Regions from separate parts of the Ovis aries genome. Here region 2 is linked to region 1. A link is a contact called in public Hi-C data. All regions are on one chromosome and are shown on one strand. The core of a region is the stretch at or near the end of the contact, and the rest is flanking DNA. Distances in the headings are between cores, read along the strand shown.

Region 1 (5,534 bases), core at 770-3,269:
CCCAGTGGAGCTACAGGGCCAGGGGCGAGGCCGCAGCAGAGGAGGGAGGCTAGGAATCAAAGCTGAGATCTCTGGGCTGAGAGCAAGTAGAGAGACTGGCTCAAAGTTGAGGAGACACTGAGGTCCTCCTGTGGTAACAGTAACAGCACTAGCAGCTAACGATAGCAGCTGCTCACAATTATGAGCAGTGCCTCCTGCCCTTCAAGAGGCTTCTTACAAGAGACAGGGCCTATGTTTCAGTTCAGTTCAGTCACTCAGTTGTGTCTGATGCTTTGTGACCCCATGGACTGCAGCACGCCCGGGTTCCCTGTCCATCACCAGCTCCCAGAGCTTGCTCAAATTCATGTCCATTGCATCGGTGATGCCATCCAACCATCTCATCCTATGTCCTCCCTCTGTCCTCCCCTTCTCCTGCCTTCAATCTTTCCCAGCATCAGGGTCTTTTCCAATGAGTCGGTTCTTTGCATCAGGTCCCCAAAGTATTGGTGCTTCAGCTTCAGCATCGGTCCTATTTTTTTATCAGGGCTTATTTTTACCTCCATTTTTATTTGTTTATTTATGCAGGATCTTAGTTCCCCGACCAGGGATCGAACTTAGGCTCCCAGCAGTGGAAGCACGGAGTCCTAACCACTGGACTGCTAGGAAATTTCTTTTACTCCCATTTTTAAAATTTGTTTATTTTTAAAATGAATTATTTATTTAATTCAATTATTTGGTTGCACCAGGTCTTGGCTGTGGCGTGTGGGATCTAGTTCCCTGACCAGGGATTGAACCTGTGCCCCCTGCCTTGAGAACACAGAGTCTTCGCCACTGGACCACCAGGGAAGTCCCTTATCCCCATTTTAAAGAGAAGGAAGCCGCAGGCTCAGGGAGGTTGAAGGAGCTGAGTGAGGTACAGTGGCAAGCCCAGGATCTGAGGCTTCTGTGGCGGTAGAGATGCCACCACCAGTGGTTTCACAGGTAAGAAGGTGGGTCCAGGGTGGCTACTATGTTGAGAACAGGCTCAGACAGGATCCGCGGCCGGGAGGCTGACCCCGCAGTCCAATCTCCAGATCTTGAGTGCTGTCCTCAGACGCAGGCACCCGTGAGAACCAAGGTCCTGCCCCATTAGGAAGGTTCCGTGTCATTGGGCCAGAGGCCACACGGGTATTTTTTTTTTTTAACTGGGTCTCCCCTAAAGGAGATTCCTGGAACTTTACCAGAGACCCCGCCGCCACACAGACACTCAGTGAGGGCTTCTCCCAGGAGCAAACCCTAGGTCCCCATCTGTCCTGGGCGCCAGGCCTGGGCGCAGTGCCGGGGGCGAGTGGGCGGGGGAAGTTGAGTAAGACCGGGTCTCTGCCCGGCCGGGAGCCTTCGCTGCGGCAGGATGCGGGGGAGGGCGCGTTCGCGGTGGAGGAGAGTCTAGAGCAGCGATGGAAATCAGAGGAGGCGTCCCGGAGGCGGCAACCGCAGCAGGACTTGCAGGCGAGACTCTCCAAATGAGTTTGAAGGAATGCCTGAGGGCTAAAAGGCCCGAGGGAACAGGCTCGTTTGATCCAGGGATGAAGGCTCTGGGAGGAGGCTGTTATTGGAGAGGTTTCTCTTGGAAGCTGACGGGATGATGGCACTTCAGACCTAGATTATACGTTTTATTGGGGGATGAGAGGACGGCGCCCGGAAGAGAGTAGCTCCGGCGGAAAACAGGGTTCTGCCCGGGCGGGGACATCACTGGAGCGACCGAGGAAGGGCAGTGCGACCCTGGAGCCGCAGAGGATGCTGGCCTAGGGGACCGAGCTCGGCCCCGCCCCACCCAGAGCTCGGCCCCGCCCCACCCAGAGCTCGGCCCCGCCCCACCCAGAGCTCGGCCCCGCCCCACCCAGAGCTCGGCCCCGCCTCCAGGACCCGGACCCGCCCAGGCGTCCGGCCCCGCTCCCGGCCCCGCCCCCGCCGACCGCGCGCAGGTAGGGAAGAGGCGGAGCGCTGGGGCCCCGCCCCCGGGAGCCACTACCCAGCGGCTGGCCGGCGCAGCTAGGAGCTGAGTCCCGGGGACTTGGGGCCGCAGGGAGGTGAGCGCGGGGCCCCGGGAGGGGTCGGTTCGCGGCGACTGGGCACCGGGCGCCAGAGGGGCCGCGGGGTCGCGCCCGGGGCCGCGGTGAGTGACCGGCGAAGGGTCCGGCGCTGGCTCCACGTGGGCCGATACCCGAGGCCGGGGCTGGACTGGGACGGGGCCCTTGGACCGGGTCTGCTGGCCCCTAGGCTCAGCTCGGATAAGACACCTCCCGGGTCCCTGGGCCACGAGTCACCAGAGGCGGGGACAGGATGATTGGGCCGCAGTTTAAAGTCCCAGGAGGAAGAGCGGGGGGGAAAGCCCCAGGGCAGGACCGCGCAGTCCCGCCTCACCCCAGAAGCGCCCGGAATTCAGACCTTCCCCGCCCCTCCACTTTCTCCTGGGTGAGCTGCAGCGACCGGGGAGTTTGTTCGGCCTCGCCGGGGTGGAAACAGGTGCTGCAGCCAGGCCGGACCGGAGCTCAGAAGTTGGACCCAGGAGTCCTGACTTCTGGACAGAGGGGCTTGAGTACTGCGTTGAGTTAGAGAGGAGTATGTCTCTAGAGTATAAGCCCCTAACTCCAGGGCAGAGAGGAGCCCGGGGTGGAAGGCCGAGGGAGAAGGCCTGGAGTTGGAGCCGAGAAGGGAGAGTCTGAGGAGGGGAGGGCTTGCGGACCTACACCCCACGTGGACTGGCTGCTCTTTCCCAATGGCTAGCCTTAGGACCCTGTGTGGGTGGTATTTGCTGAAATGTAATGGGCCCAGCGTCTGTGTCTTGTTACGGTCACTGTAGGTGAGGCAGAGCAGGGTGGAAAGTGAAGCTTCTTCAGAGCAGTGACCCTCAAACGTGCCTGGGGGAGTGGTTTGCCTGCCAGGGGACATTCAGCAGTGTCTGGAGAAGTTTTGGTTGTCACACCTGGCGGTGGGGTAGGGAGGGTGAGTGTTGTGGCTCCCAGCATCTAGCGTGTAGAGGTTGGGGATGATGCTAAACATCCTGAAGTGTGCAGGACAGCCCCCTACCCCATGAAGAGTTATCCAGCGGGAAGTGTCAGGAGTGCTGTGCTGAGCTTGGAGCGGTACCCGGTTCATCAGGTTACTTCTCACTGACTGCCCCTCCCTGCCTCAGTTTCACCAGGTTAGAGGAGGAAGAAACCCAAATGAGATAAGCAGTAAGAAGGCGTGAGGGCAGTCCTGTCCCAACAGCAGGCTGCCCTTGGTGCCACCAGCCTTTTTCCTACTTAAACCCCAGGCCCTGCATTAAGCAGTTCTGGGTGCCATGGGGAGGGGCTGGAAACAGGGACTCTCTCACAGCTGGGTCCTGGAGTGCTTCACCCCCAGAGCACCTCCCATGCCGGGTGAGCCAGGGCAGCCCTGGGGGTCAGACATCCGCACAGTGTGGAGGGTGGGAAGGGGGTGAGCTCTGTGCTCAGAGACTGCCCAACCCTTGACTGCTGGGCGGGCCTGGATGCCTGACACCATGTGACCAGTTGTCATTTTCCCTTCTGAACCTACTCCTAACTCCTCAGTCACTTATATCAGGAAAATAACATCCAAGGAATAACAGGACACATTCCTTACCTCTTCACAGTCTGCTTCCCTCCTGCAGTAAAAAGTTCCTCGGCGGCTGTGGGAACTCTGGGTGAGATGAGAGACCCAGGGTGGGCCCTGATGCTAGTGCAGCGAGGCGCCCCCTGCTCCTGGTGTTAGCAGAGCCCCAGTGAGAGATGGGGCTCACCGGAGCCACAGGCCAGGGGGTTTCCCGGTAGGGACAACTCTGAATTAATTATTTGTGTTGGGCTCCCCGCTGTGCAGGGAATTGCAGCGGGGGCTGTCATAGAGAGGGCAGGATGGGATGAAGCAGCTGTCCACGCCCAGGAGCCCAGGCCCCCTCACTGCCCTCCCTGCCCACTTCTTGACAATCTCCATTCCCACGCCCACCCTCCATCCTGTTTACGTGTGGTTCCTGGCCTTCTCACCTGGGAACCCTGGTGGGGTCGGAGTGGCAGTTTCTGGTTTGACTTTTGCTTTGGGGGGCTTCTTTTAATCTTTTAACTTTAAAAGGCTGGAGTGAGGCTTTCACCTTTTCAGCTAAAACAAAAACAAAACCAACCTGTAATAGCGACCTCCCATCTTCTGTGTGCCTCTGAAGGCATAAAGCAGCCGTCAGACTTGCACAAAGCTGTTCAGGAAGTAATCAGCAGGGCCTCACGTTGAACCTGGGCCACCTCTTCCAAGTCCAGCCCTAAAACCCTGTGCCACCAGCTGGCAACAGAGTACCAGGTGACTTCTACCTCATTTACTCATTTCTGAGCTGCAGCAGTACCTGGTGTAACACACTTGGACACACACACACACAGGCAGACGCTCACTGCCCAAGGTGGGGACTCCTGGTCCTCTAAGAGGAGGAATGAATCATGCCATAAATGCACTGTGGGGGTCGCTGGGGTCCAAGCCCAGCTCCGGGTCAGGGGTGGTGGCCAGACTTCTCTGCAGGCTGTGTGACTTGCTGTGTAAACTCTTCCCCAGGTGAGGCCTCAGATGAGAGCAGGAAGTCAAGGGATGGTATGTTTGTGCCTGTGACTTGGATGAGCCATCTGGCACTTCCCTGTGGGTTGGGATGAGGGGTGGCAGGATTAGGGTGGCCCCGCCACCTGCCTTGTGCAACATCGAAGGGGATGTACACTCCAGACTGCAGGTCCTCTCGGGTCTCCGTGACGCCCACTTTGGAGCAGACCTTAGTGTTGCCCTGGCCACCCTTGGGGATTTCCAGAGTGAGCTCACGCCTCTGCTCCCGATTTCCCATCCAGCTGGGCCAGCCTGGGGGAGGGGTGGTGACCACAGTGGGGAGGCTGCGAAGCAAGGGCTGCTCTCAGGACCAGCATAAAGAGAGCATTTTCTTCTCCGCATCAGAGCAGTACAGACAGCCACTGTGTCCACGTTCCCTCGTTCAGTAAGTTTATCTAGGGACCCAGATGCAAGGCTTGCGGTTTCAGAGCCTTGGGAAGGCATATTCTGAACCTTCCAGGAAAGTTGTTGTTCAGTCACTCAGTCATGTCCGACTCTTTGCGACCCCATGGACTGCACGCCAGGCTTCCCTGTCCTTCACCATCTCCCAGAGCTTGCTCAAACTCATGTCCATAGAGTCGGTGATGCCATCCGACCATCCAGAAAAGTGGCTGGCACTAAGTGGGCAGATCAGACAAGGGGGACCCATCAGGGATGCTGGCCGGGAGGGTGGGGGTGGCAGTGGGAGGGGGTGATTCTCAGCTGGGCGAGCCAAAAAGCAAGGCACAGATTCTGGCAGGTGCCTGGGCTATTAGAGTGTGGTCAGTAGGATGGAGGGGAGGGTCCCTTAAATAGTCTGTGCCTCAGTTTCCACAGCGGGGTCACAATGGTCTGCCTGGGAGGATTCCAGTGGTGGTTCATGTGAAGCTTGGGCAGGTGTCTGGCTGCACGAGGAGCGTGGTGAGGGAGTAACAGAAACATCACAGTAACAGGGACATGTC
Region 2 (5,534 bases), core at 1,773-4,272, 170 kb after region 1:
TTAAAGTTAGATGCCTTCCTGAACAGGATCTGAAAATCTTGCTGATGTTGAAAGAGAGTGAAAGGCAGGTGAAATCCTGACTCGCTAACTTTCGTTCAGTTGTTTCCACCGCAGGGACACGTCCGTGTTAACGTTGAACCCGGTTAGGGAAGCTGAGCACCGTTCCTATTCCGCTTGTCGTCTCGCCAGTCAGCTTTCCCCAGGTCTTTTCTAGGGAATCCTATTTTTCTTTAAGAACCTGCTTGCCAACAGCCAGTGAACAAGGAAGCATTGGTGGTAGTGCTCCTAGGGAGGGCTTCACATTAGCAAGTCACGCCTATCTCTGGATCCCCACGCTGCTCTTAAATTGCAAATAAAGGAATTTGCTGTGTTGTTAGTGTCTTCGCTGCAGCGCTCCCCACTCTCCTGCCTTCTGTCCAGACGCTGCAGAAGCCAGTGCCTTGAATGCAGGCGGCCCAGGTCCATGGCTGGCCCCAGCCCTGGACAGACGTGCCCCTCTGCACATTCCATCCCCTTCCCCTCACGTTCCCTGAAGTTAAATTCTTGTTGAATAATAAGTGATATTTGAATGTTTGAATATTCATATCTGAATATTTGAAGGTTCTGTATTTGAAACCTAAGTAGTTGTTATTCTAATAGACCTAAACCGAACTTTTTCCCTGTGTGCTAGGTGACACTTAGGTTGGTTGCGTTACTTAGGACTGCACTTCATTTTTCTGCCAACATTTAAAATGACACAGTCCTAATTCTGTTATAGTTGATATCTTATTTGTCAGGTAGACTTTTTCTAGTCTGATCCAAGTCAGAACTGAATGAAATAGGAGGGAGCAGTGTCTGCCCGGAAATGAACTGCAGTCACTCATTTGTTCCATTGGTTCCTGAGAGATAATAAACGCCGATTCACTTACTTGTACCATTGCATTTCTCTGCGGGGAAGTTTCCTGGACATTTTTCTCCCTTTCCTAACAGCTAGGAAAGTTCCCCAGCCCACCATGGAGACTTGAGCACATTCCCTTTCTCAAGCACACAAAAAAGTTGCCTTCTGTTAAGAGTCCAAGTAGGAGGATCTTGAGAAAAGAACTTAATTGTGAAATAATTTCCCTGGTTGTAGAGGAAGTGCCATGGACTGCTGTTACTCAGCAGACTGGTTTTGTCCTGGAGGTTGGGCCAATGACCCTTCCCGGGTCTCTCTCATCAGCTGTCGAAGGGGAGGTTTGGAATTGAAAGCCAAGGTCCTTTTCAACCCCAAATTCCATTTATACCTCCTGTGAGTGTTCTCTGTGTCTCTAAGAGATTTTTAAATGTACTTATTTAACAGAAGCACTTAAGTGTACATTTCCTGGGATTAGATTTGGAGTATATTAGAATAAGCCCTTTGCATTGGCATTTGGTGAGTCCTGGTGTGTGCCTGTCATGATAGCAAGGCTCAGGGTCGGGAGAATGGAAACATGAGAGCCCAGAGAGGTGATGTTCTGGCCTCAGCTAGTGTAGCAGCAGCCATATTCTTCTGGAAGGTTCTGAGCTTAGAGTCAATTCAGCCCACACATCTCACCCTGCAGTACCGCCAACACTCAATCCGAAAGCTTCAGCTATGACTCCGTGGCCTGGCTTTATGTCTTCTAATGTAGGAGTTTATGTGCACAAGAGACTGCAAAGAATTTTTCCCTATTCTTTGGCCACTCCTTGCGGCAGGTGAGATCTTAGTTCCCCAACCAGGGATTGAACCTGTGCCCCCTGCAGTGTTGAATAATGTCTCAACAACCCATCTGAAGGCCTGTTGTGTGTCAGGCTCTGGGAATATAATAGTGAGCAAAAATCCTTGGGTGGTTAACCCTCATGGAGGTTACAGACTCGTTTAGCTCCATTTCCAAGAAACACTGCTTTTATTTTGGAGGGAGGTAGGGAGTGAACATGGAGGCTTTCGATTTTACCAGTTCAAACTAAAAATTTGACTTTGAAAAGTAGTGAAAATCATGTCTAGTATAAGTGTCGATGCAGGTTTTCTGTATCTGGAAGGTCAACACTGAAAGCGGTACCCATTTCCTGGGGGACTCTGGTATGGGAGAATAAGCTTCAGTTGCTGAGAGCATCACTGTCCCCCTGGTCCTATCTCATCGGCCCTGCCATGTAATAGGGGAGATGCTGGCACGTGACCACGTGAGTCTGTTCTGAGATAAGTGAGGCCAGGGCAGCACAGAAAATTCTGTCAGCTGGTGGCTAACTGGAACCACCTGGGTACTGTGACTGGTCTTTAAGTTACCTTCCCTTCTGATTGAGCAAAGATATGGGAACTGTGCCCAAGGGGCCAAGGTCTCACGACTGTGTCTCTTAGATTGCCATTGCCCTGTGAAGGGAACACACAAAACCCAGTGGCCATGAGGCCTCTTAAATCTTTGCATTATTGTGACCCCCACCCCCCACCCCCGAGTGAATCAGCTGGAATCTAGGTGAGCCTTAGGGGGCCTCCACCCTTCCACCCCCAAATTGACGTGTTCCCTGGGTGGGGGTGGGGGGCGTTTACTGAGAACAAAAATTCGTGGCACTTTGGGGTGTGACCAGGCCTTTCCCGACCCACTAGAACAGGCTTTCCTTGGGTCTGGGGTGGCTTCAAGGACCTGCAGGTCTCCGCGCAGAGGCCAACTCTCCGCGAGGCGCATTCTTCCGTGGAATCCCCGAATGCGCGTTGGGGCATCCACAACCGGGCAGCGAACGGGGGCCACAAACTTCGTTCCAAACGTCCGCCGGCCGCCTGGACACTGCACTCCCGAGTTCGAGCTCGGTGATCGGATGGCGGCGGGCTGACGGCAGAGGCTCTGCGGTCCCGGCACCCGGGTTTCCCGGGAGCGAAGAGTGGGAACTCAGGTGGCCGGGCGCTACCTCTCCGGCCTCCAGAGCGGCTCCAGACCGAGACTGGTGCCCAGCGCGGCTGAACGCAGGGGCAGGGGCAGGGGCGCCCCGGGGCCTCTCAGGGGCCCGGAAAGGCCCGGGAGGCGGGGCGAGCAGTAAGGCGGGCAGGGCCGCCAGAGAAGGCGAACGATGCCGCCCGCGACGGCGGCTCTCTCGGTCTCCCTCCGGGAGCTGGCCGACCTCGCCATCGGCACCCCGGAGGTGGGAGCTGTCAATTTCACGGCCCTGCACACGCTCCTCGTGGCCATGCTCAAGAGCCTCAACCTGCAGGAGACGCGGATCGACTTCCAGTCTCCCATGCTCGACCAGAGCCGCTCCTTTGAGTCCCCGCGGGTGTCGACCAGCACCCCGCAGCTGGTGGCGCCCAAAGAGAGGCGAAGGAGCAGCGTGGCCAGAGCGCAGACCCTGGAGACCCAGGTGAAGGACCTGGGCGGCCAGGTCCAGGACCTCGGCCGGCAGCTCAAGACCGTGGGGAGCCAGGTGCAGGCCATCGTGGCGCACGTGCAGCACTTCCCCACCCAGACTGATGGGCTGGACGACCGCGACTGGCTGGAAACGAAGGATTTGGCCCTGGTGACGCAGGAGAAGGGGCAGACAGGGCCGACGAAAGGCAGGAGTGACAGCAAGCCGGTCTTCCAGGTGGGTGTGCGGGCGGCCCGCCCAATCCAGGCCGCTCTCCAGCGCCCCGCCCCCAGGGAGCTGGGCTTCTGAGACACGCTCCTGGGAGGAGTCCCGGAGCCCGGAGGCAGGCGAGGGAGGGACAGGCCCAGGCCAGGAGCCCCACGGCTCGATTTCTACCTCGCAGGGCCCCGAGCTGCTCCAGGACCTCATGAAAGACATGAAGATTTTGAAGGAAGCCCATCAAAAGAAGGCGCAGCCTGAGTTGCAGCCTGAGGTGAGGGCGGCAGGGACCCCACCTTGGGGAGCTGAGTGACCCCCTTCCTGGGCAGCCTCCTTCCTCTCCTCTGTTTACCCAGGGCTCACCCACCACTTGTCAGACACCCATGCGTCCTGAACAGACCCAGAGAGGGCCCAAGAACTTCTCAGAATGTTCTTTAAGTGACTTTCCTTTAAACTAGAATAAAGGAGCAAGGTGGTGGGTGTTAAGGGATAAAAGTTTGGTCCAAGAAAAGAGAGCTAGAATGCAGAGGGTCATGAGTCACCACCCACAGCTCCCCAGGCAACAACCTCTCTCTCTCACTTGGATCTTTGTTTCCTTGGAGAGAAGCCAGGAGCCCTGAGCGTAAGCAAAGAGTCAGACATAACTGAAGCGACCGAGCACATTTTTAGATTTGGGGTTTGTCTTTGGTAAAGGCTGTTTGACCTTTAGATTCGTAGTTTCTGAAGGTTTGCCAAAATTCTAAGGAGCCACTTGCTGTTGATTTGCTAAGTTGTGTCCAACATTTTACAATGCCATAGACTGTAGTCCACCAGGCTCCTCTGTCCAAGGAATTTCCCACCCAAGAATACTGGAGTGGGTTGCTATTTCCTCTTCCAGGGAATCTTCCTGACCCTGGGATTGAACCCGTGTCTCCTGCACTTGCAGGTGGATTCTTTACCACTGGGCCACCTGGGAAGCCCCAAGGAGCTGCTTTAAGTGGTAGCGATTTGCTTTGATCCTTCAGAGGCACTTTTCCCTTTAAACAGTGCAGACTTTCAGATACCCAATCATCTTTGTTCTTGAGAGGCGAGGTCAGTCTGATTCCAAAGTCCCACTAGTGGGTTGTATGAAATGCATCCTGGGACCAAACAAAGGGTCCCACCCTCACACCATTTTTGTCCAAGGCACGTAGCCCCCGGGTACCACTCACCATGCCCCATGTCCCTTCCTCTTGTTGTCTGGGAAGAGAATGGGGAGCCTGGCTTGGCAAGCTTCTCTGTACCTTGAGCTCCTCTAAGACCCAAGGACCTCCTTTCCTCTTCTGCCGTGTGTGTGTGTGTGTGTGTGTGTGTGTGTGTGTGTGTGTGAGTGTGTGTGAGTGTGAGTGTATGTATAGAGGCCACTGGAGGGGCTGTTTTGATCCTCAATCTCTGAACTCTTCTTCCAGCAACTCCTTCAACGGATTGAAGAACTGGAGAGGATAAATAGAGAAAGGGACGAATTCCTGGTAATATCAGCCAGTTCTGCGGGAAAGGGTGGTGAGAGAGGGGATTAGGGGGTAGGATGGTTGCCCAGAGCCTGGCCCCTCTCCTGGGGCTCACCCGGTTTCCCACCCCAGGGGTCTGCATGCCTTCATTCTAGGGTGATGTATGTCTCCTGCCTCTTGGGGTGCCGTCCCTGGCATGTGGGAACATTCTTTCCCTGCTCATTGGTCCATCTGAGGCCCACATGGGACAGGAAACCAGCCGCCCAACATTCACTGGTTTCTTGAAGGACAGTACTTCTCCTTGGGGCTTTGGAAAGACCCACCCCATCTTGTTCTGTTCTGTTCCTAAAGAGTCCTGGGATTAAACTAGGGGTGTGTGTGTTGTGTGTGTTCGGTGTGTGTGTGTGCTTGTCTGTGCGTGTTGTCTTTCACTGTCAGGAATTATTAAACCGGAAGCTGAGTAGGATGCCATCTTCAGAAGAAGCCACCATGGTCACCTGGGAAGAGCTGGAGCAGGCGATTACTGATGGCTGGAAGGTC

The links. Hi-C and Micro-C count contacts between places; a contact is called where the count stands out from the background.
Region 2: a Hi-C map of muscle shows a contact between it and region 1, with 4 times the contacts expected there. The contact joins the promoter of QRICH2 here to the promoter of RHBDF2 in region 1. A contact is called at or near these places in 7 of 16 Hi-C or Micro-C datasets (blood, liver, mixed tissues and 4 more).

Annotation. Positions count from the first base shown.
Region 1 is chr11:54,588,742-54,594,275 of ARS-UI_Ramb_v3.0, forward strand. It overlaps RHBDF2 (rhomboid 5 homolog 2), which reads left to right and starts at 2,020. Exons shown (of 22, transcript XM_060394993.1): 1 at 2,020-2,048.
Region 2 is chr11:54,753,913-54,759,446 of ARS-UI_Ramb_v3.0, forward strand. QRICH2 (glutamine rich 2) reads left to right here and starts at 3,023. Exons shown (of 19, transcript XM_042256334.2): 1 at 3,023-3,546; 2 at 3,713-3,802; 3 at 4,956-5,015; 4 at 5,433-5,531. The coding sequence starts at 3,037. It overlaps PRPSAP1 (phosphoribosyl pyrophosphate synthetase associated protein 1), which reads left to right. Exons shown (of 10, transcript XM_027974120.3): 10 at 1-907.